Linked DNA regions of Canis lupus: region 2 is linked to region 1. The links are chromatin contacts, called in public Hi-C maps. All regions are on one chromosome and are shown on one strand. The core of a region is the stretch at or near the end of the contact, and the rest is flanking DNA. Distances in the headings are between cores, read along the strand shown.

The links. A called contact is a pair of places that touch in the nucleus more often than the background predicts.
Region 2: a Hi-C map of skin fibroblasts shows a contact between it and region 1, with 2.2 times the contacts expected there. The contact joins two enhancer-like sites. A contact is called at or near these places in 2 of 9 Hi-C or Micro-C datasets (amygdala and skin fibroblasts).

What each region holds. Positions count from the first base shown.
Region 1 is chr7:12,187,586-12,191,159 of UU_Cfam_GSD_1.0, reverse strand. It overlaps SMYD2 (N-lysine methyltransferase SMYD2), which reads right to left. Exons shown (of 12, transcript XM_038542134.1): 10 at 2,467-2,641; 11 at 393-501. Among named protein-coding and RNA genes, the nearest start is that of SMYD2, 46 kb to the right of the region's middle. Within about 2 kb of position 1,594, at least 4 of the 20 cell types and tissues checked have an H3K27ac peak or open chromatin away from gene starts, as enhancers often do.
Region 2 is chr7:12,400,254-12,403,827 of UU_Cfam_GSD_1.0, reverse strand. No RefSeq gene overlaps it. Among named protein-coding and RNA genes, the nearest start is that of CENPF, 19 kb to the left of the region's middle. Within about 2 kb of position 1,802, at least 2 of the 20 cell types and tissues checked have an H3K27ac peak or open chromatin away from gene starts, as enhancers often do.

The sequences.
Region 1 (3,574 bases), core at 345-2,844:
ATTCTAGAAACTGCAAATGCATAGTTATAATACTAAGGAGAACCAAATGGAAGATTCCCTCACCACAGTCTCCGGAGCCACCGCGTGGCCTCTGGTCCACTTCCAGGGCCTCACGCGGGATAAGGGCAGTGGCCCCGTCTCCCCAGTCACGGGCTGTGCGTGGCATCGAGGCCAGCCCCTCTTGATGTGTGCACCCCTTCCGTACAGGAGGGCCCGGATGCAGACAAGGCAAAGACTCCATCGCTTACCCTACCCTGACCTGCCCAACACGCCCCCTCCCACTCCTCTGACCACAGGTGGGTCAAGAACAGGGTGTCCTCTAGGAGTGACTGGAGTCACTCAGCCCTTTCAAGCGGGAGGGCAGGACCCCCAGCCCCGCGCTGCAGACGCACCTTCTTCAGGGCTCTCTCTCCAGCAGCTTTGTCTTCCAGGCCCATATACAGCCTCCCCAGCTTCAGCCACATGGAGGCCACGTTGAGGGAGTACAGAGGGTAGTGCTTGCTGGAAGAAGAGAGAACATAACAGGCCACGTGTCAAAGGCTCCCGAGCAGCCTGCTCCAAGCCCCGGCAGGTGCTGGATGGACAGCATGGATGGTCTGCCCCTGTCTAAGCACCGCAGAGGCACTTCCTTTCACACAGTTGGTGTGTTTCTGAAAAGCTACAGAAAAACTGCAGGAGAAATCCCACAGAAAAACATGTATAAACACGACATTCGATCCCAGTCCCAGATTGTTGTTTTAGGTGCACCCAACGCAGGGCTCTGAGAAAACACCTTTTAAAATGAATCCCCTTTCTATGAACACACTAGGCCTAACCCCTCATGTTAAAAAGGCATTACCCCTAAAAATACACACATACCCATGTGTCTTAGGACCCCCGCTCTCTGTCACAGAATATGGTACCAGCTGGTTTAGCAAAGCTATCTAGCAAAGCTAGGTCTCTGAAGTCAGGAGAACACCTACTTTACTTCTAGATAAGCTTTCTCCGGTGTCCAGTAGAGGGCTTTCTATACAGTAGGTGTTCTCTCTGGTTTCCATTGAAGGCTAACAGCCTGCCAGGGAAAGAGACCAGGAGGCAGCTTATGGGTAAGAGGGGGTGGCGGGAGAGAAATGCATGTGTAGGTGTTGATTCACAGACGGGTCTGTACCTCTCTACCCTCAAAATCCATCCAAGAGAGACACATCCTGGCTGTCTTCCTGGGCAGACGGCATCATGCTGCTTGGAGGAAGCCCTGGAGCCAGTGGCCCCACAGAGGGCCCAGCGCTGGCCTCCAGGAGGGGCTCAAGCTAAGGAAGGGACCAGTAAGGCAAGGCCCTGCTGCTGGGAGAGCGACCACAAAGCTAAGATGATCTCATTCTTTCCCATTCTTTCTCTCTCTCCCATCCCCTCCCTCCAGATCTCACAGAGGGCAGTGTGCCTAAGGCCAGAGGACTTTCTCACCCACCCCAGGAAGAAGATAGGCCTTGAGATCCTCAATGATGCAGCAAATTTTTTCCAAGAGCAGATTTTAGGAGCTGTCTTCCCTCGAACTCCCCCTGATGGCTAATCCAGGCAGCGCAGGGTAAATGGAAGGCTCTGGAAATCCTGACTGGACACAGACTTTACAGTCCCCAACCTTAGACAGTGAGGGAGTACTTAGGGCTTCTCAAATCCATGAGAGACACTGGGGTGCTTCTGGGGCACAGGGCTCTCAGCTCTAGTGCCCAGAAATTCTGAGCTACTTGGTCTTGGGGAAATCCTGCAAATACACAATGTGAATGTGTTTAACAGGCGCCCCACTGATAAGATCTAGGCCATCCCAGCCCTGAAATGGCTAATCAGAGCCAGAGGACACTGCCACAACCTCCATCTGTCACACTTTAAGGTTTAAAAACCCTCTCGACAGGAAACTTCCCCGGGGCTGGTATTCATTATTACTGTTAAGTTAAAATCCAACTTGCTTTATTCAGAAGCGGGGGAGGGGGACTGTTAATGGATAACCAGAGCCAGCTCAATGGTCCTAGCCTGTCCCCGTTTGCAAACTGGGCTGCAATTTTCAAAAAGCACAATGAGAGGATGGCCGGAGTAACGATGGAAGAGCAGGGATGGGAGACCACCACTCAGCAATTAATCAGTGTGTGTAACTGGGAAGGCAGGGGAGGGGAAAGTCACAAGCTGGTGGCCTTTTTAAGACTGATGTGAATTAACTACTTTGGATACAGCACCCTGGACAGGTCCTGGCAGGGCTCTTGCCCCAGCACCCCCTTCCTAACCTCAACAAGCCTCCACAGGTGTGTGTCTTGGCGGAGTGCACAGGCCGGGCCCAATGGAGCAGCACCCTGCACCTGTACCTCCAGGTGTGGGTGCAGGAAGAGAAAGCTGTTCTAGGCATGTTCCGACACAGGACGCCCAGAAAACAGAAAACAGCATTCCAGATCACCAAATGCCATTCCCTGCTAAGAGGACGAGAACAGCCATGGCAATCACCTGTAGGGCTTAATGATTTTCTGTCCGTATCGCAGGGCTCCTTCCCAGTCCTGCATGTACAAGCAGACACCCATGGCCTGGTACATCATGTGCAACATGTACACGTTGCTGTCCTCAAACACGGAGCCCATCTTCTCCTGGCTGAGCTCACAGATCTCCAGCAGCTCACTAGGGGGTGCTCTGGTGTCAAGGAAAGGACAGGCTCAGGCCTCCGGACTTGGACACGTCCCAAGGCTGGGTTCAAGGAGCTATTTCATCCACTCTGCCCCTACCCTCACACCCTCTGAAAAAGTACATTACAGAAATCTAAGCAAAAGTGAAAGGGAATTTTTTTTTCTTCAAGAAGCATATTTTTCTTAAACAAACTTCAGGAAAAATTGAAGACCTCAACTATCTTAAACACAATTGAAAAATTCTAGCCACGGGGAACAGACCCCTTGATTCGGCTGTAAACACGTTTAGGATTACAAATCTTCAACCTCCTGGTTAAATTTAAACTTTCACCCAAGCTCAGCACTTTAGTTGAAGCATTTCTAAGGAAGGAGTCCCCACGAGGGGACAGTTCTTTTTTTTTTTTTTTTTTCTTTTTTTATGGCTGCGGAAAAAAATGTGCCATTGTACAATTTCCTTCACCGCTTTTAGTTCTTCCCCTAATGTGAATGTGATGCGTTTTCAAGCTAAGAAAGCGCTATCAGGTAGTGGTTAAGAATATGGATCACAGTAGTCAAATCCTAGTGAGCTCTGTCCCTCGGGTAAATTGCTTGCTACCCTAAGAGTCTGTTCCCATCTGCGTCCTTGGGTGTCCCCGTGAGGATTAGGTACCATAACGTAAGCAAGCCCTTGGCATCGTGTTTGCCTGGAGGACGACACCCAACCAACGAGGGCCTTCAAGGAACTCTTCTTCCCAGCTTTAGACCATAAAACTCTTCCACCACCACATCCAGCTCCTGACCACACTAGTGAAACAAGAAGATGAAATCAATACTACACAACTTTGATGCGGCGGACGCCAGGTCATGCGCGGTCATTCTTCCCACCATCTGCCAGGAGACATTCTTCCTTCCGAGTTCAGAATCTTACCCCCGCCCTCTCACTCCCTCCTCCCAGC
Region 2 (3,574 bases), core at 553-3,052, 210 kb before region 1:
ACAGGAAACACTTTTCAGATTTGCATCTGGTTCTTTAATTACCAAGAGAAAGGGTATTATTTCATGAAAAAAAATCAAATTTGACAGAATACATATTCTGCATGACCCATTGACCTCAGCAACTGGAGAGTGTGATCCTTGTCTGGATCCCTCTGCTGTGTGATAACAAGGAGATAGCCCAGTGCAGAGGTGTACGTGGCAGATAGAAAAACACGTCCAGGCCTCACCACTAGGGCTGTGAGACATTGGGCAAATTTCTCTCTTCACCCTTATCCACCTACTAGGGTTCTTATGAGAATTTAGTGAATCATCTTTGTAAAGCTCTTAGCAGCATGCCACATGGTGAGTTTTCAAAAGATAGCCATTGGTGGGGCACCTGGGTGGCTCAGAGGTTAAGCATCTGCCTTTGGCTCAGGTCATGATCTCAGGGTCCAGGGATTAAGCCCCTGAGTCAGGCTCCCTGCTCAGTGGGGAGTCTGCTTCTCCCTCTCTCTGCCCCTCCTCACCCCACTCATGTTCTCTCTCTCTCTCTCTCAAATAAACCAATAAAGCCTTTTTTAAAAAAAGATAATTATTGACACCCACTATTCTGAATAGGTTGTCACCTAATCATCTTTAATTTCTACAGGAAGAATGAAGGTGATTTTTACACTCAATACTAAGTTTATAAGGTGTATTAATCACAAGGTTATCTGTGTATGGCTCTTAAGCCAGGAAATATAGTATTAAATTGAGTTGAAAGGCTTTTATCTCCCAAGCCCATCTGAATGAAAGTATTTAGAAACCCAGAACACCCCAATTCTTTGGTTGAATTTGATAGACAATTTATGCTTGTGGATGGCTACACAGGATCAGAGCTCATGACTTCATTTGTGTCAGGGAAGGCTGTGCTGCGGAGGATGCATTTGATGGGAATCTTGAGGATGACTAGGAACACCCAAGGTGGTCTTCCTACTAAGACGAGCTAATCTAAAGAATTGCTTTAATCGGCTTCTGAGGTGCTAATGATCATGCAGTCCTAAGGTAGTGTGATCTAACTAGAAAGGTGAATCGCCTATGTCATTACCACTAAGTGGCATTACTTTAACAAAACTGGCAGATCTTCACTTTCCCAGTGTTCTCCTTGGTGCAAGAAACCGGGTGCTGGCTTACTAACCTGAGGCCATAAAGTACTATAACATGTTAGCTCATGCTGGGTGGCAACAGGTTTGTTTTTCATGATTATGTAATCTGAATTCCTTTTCCAAGAAAGGATTTGGAAATGAGCTATTAAATTGGATTGCCAGCGAACATAGAGTCTAAATGCACATATATGTGAACCACGACAAACTCAGATCCTGCTCAAACAGCCCTCTCACCCCATACAAATCTGTAAACTATAACTCAAGGATGACCCATGAGAAAGGTTGTCCAATAGCTAGCTGAGGTTTCCATAAGGCATTAAAATGCCTACTAAGGATTTTTAGGGAGGGCATTTGATCTGCTAGGTCTTAAATAGCAACCTAATCAGGCAGGCAGTCTGGGTACTTGGTACACGAGTACCCATATTAAATTTGCTTTAAAGACTAATACGGTGTTGAAATATCATGTAAAGAGTGACTTCTAGAATAGGTTCAAAGACTTTAGGTGCTAGTTGGGTATTTATTGACTACAATGTTATTTAGAAGAGCACTCACATTGTTCTTAACTTTCAGGACAAAGCTTAAAACCACAGCAAGTAACTGCTTGGGGTTTTGCATTCCACAGTCTTGGACTCACAGCAAGCTTCCTGTTCCCTCTTGGCTGGCAGACCCGAAGGCCAGACGATGAATGGTTTGATTCTTATAGCTGGAGAATCTGCTCTGGCTTTTGGCCCTTAAGGTTCTGGGTGCCAGACCAGGTGTTATTTTTTTTTTTTTTTTAAGTTCCTCCTAGAGATTTGGATTTCACTTGAAGATAATAGCAAGAAAACAGACTGAGTTAGGCATTTGGGCAAAGACCATATCTAATAAAGATCCACACATCTGTGTATATCCCAAAAAGGAGTGTTTCAGAATAACCAAGAAGCAAACTTGGAAACTCTATTCATTCCCTGGGATCTTCATGGTAGGTTTCAGGAATTAAGAGAAAAAGAAAAGAAGAAGAATACAAAATTCTTGGGCCAAACGTTTTTTTCTTCTTGGAGGAAATGGCTAATTTTTTTTTTCAAGTAGTATGATAATTCTGTGCTTTCCTACACAACTTGCATGTATAGCTGTATGTTTATGATGCGCTGAATGTCAAATGCTAAGATTTCCTTTACTGTCTTCACCACTTAAAAGGTGAAGGGCACCAGGTCAGAATGTATTAGAAACTGAAGGAGGGGGCAGCCCAGGTGGCTCAGCGGTTTAGCGCTGCCTTCAGCCCGGGGCCTGACCTTGGAGACCCCTGATCGAGTCCCACGTCATGCTCCCTGGATGGAGCCTGCTTCTCCCTCTGTCTGCCTGTGTCTCTGCCTCCCTCTCCCTCTCTCTCTCTCTCTCTCTGTGTCTCTCATGAATAAATAAATAAAATCTTTAAGAAAAAAAAAAAGAAACTGAAGGAGGGAGATAAATTGTAACTCTGGAGTGTGTATGTGTGTGTGTATAACTATATAATTTATCTATATAGGTGACAGGAAACTCCAGAACTTGTTCTCATATGGAGTAGTTATGAGTCTGCTTTGAATTTTAAGTGGAAAGCAAAATAAGAGGATACTAGAACATTAGTTATTCAAATAGCAGGCCCAAATTAATTGCTTAGGGAAAACCATTAATCTTTTCTTCTCTGCCCCATTATTCCAGCAATTTTAAAGGTCTTATGGTCAATTTTAAAGGATCTGGAAGGAGTGGGGCTGGAGGTGAAGGGTTGAATTTTAACTTGGCTGAACGGGGGCCTAATTTCCTTGGCAGTTGAGAAACTCTTAATGAAGGCTTTCTGCCAGAAAGAAACAGCACAGGCCACTACTCAGTCACACTGCCTGTCCCTGACCCTTCTTCAGAGAAAAGGAGGCTTATATCCTTCTCCTGTGGGGCAGCCCCTCCCTTGGGTAGGACAGACAATGTTCCTCAGAGTCTATTCCCATCACATCACTGTACTCATTCTGACCTTTGTACCCCTGTCAGATTCTGACTGGAATCTTGCCCCTCACTTCTTTTTACCTCAAACATTACCTCCTTGCAGGCCCACTCCAGGTCCTCCAAAAATACCCAACAAAGGACCTCAAACCAGTGGCACTCTCCATCTTGTAAGCCATCATTAAGTTGCTGCAATTTTTTTTTTTTTTTTTTAAGTTGCTGCAATTTTTACTGTCTCTGATAGAATCTCTGGGCTAGCTGGTCAACCAGAGACAAAGTCCTTCTCTTTTTTTTCCCTAGCTATACTCTTTCTTTTCCTTAAAAAAAAAAAAAAAAAAAAAAAAAAAGAAAGAAAAAAAGGAACTTTATGATTTTCCTGCCTGGTTTATCATTATTTACTGTACCCACAGAGAAAGAACATAATTGACTTTTCACTGCTTTTGTATGCAAGCATTATGGTATTTCAACTTCTCAATCCACTGCACATCAAGCCCATATCT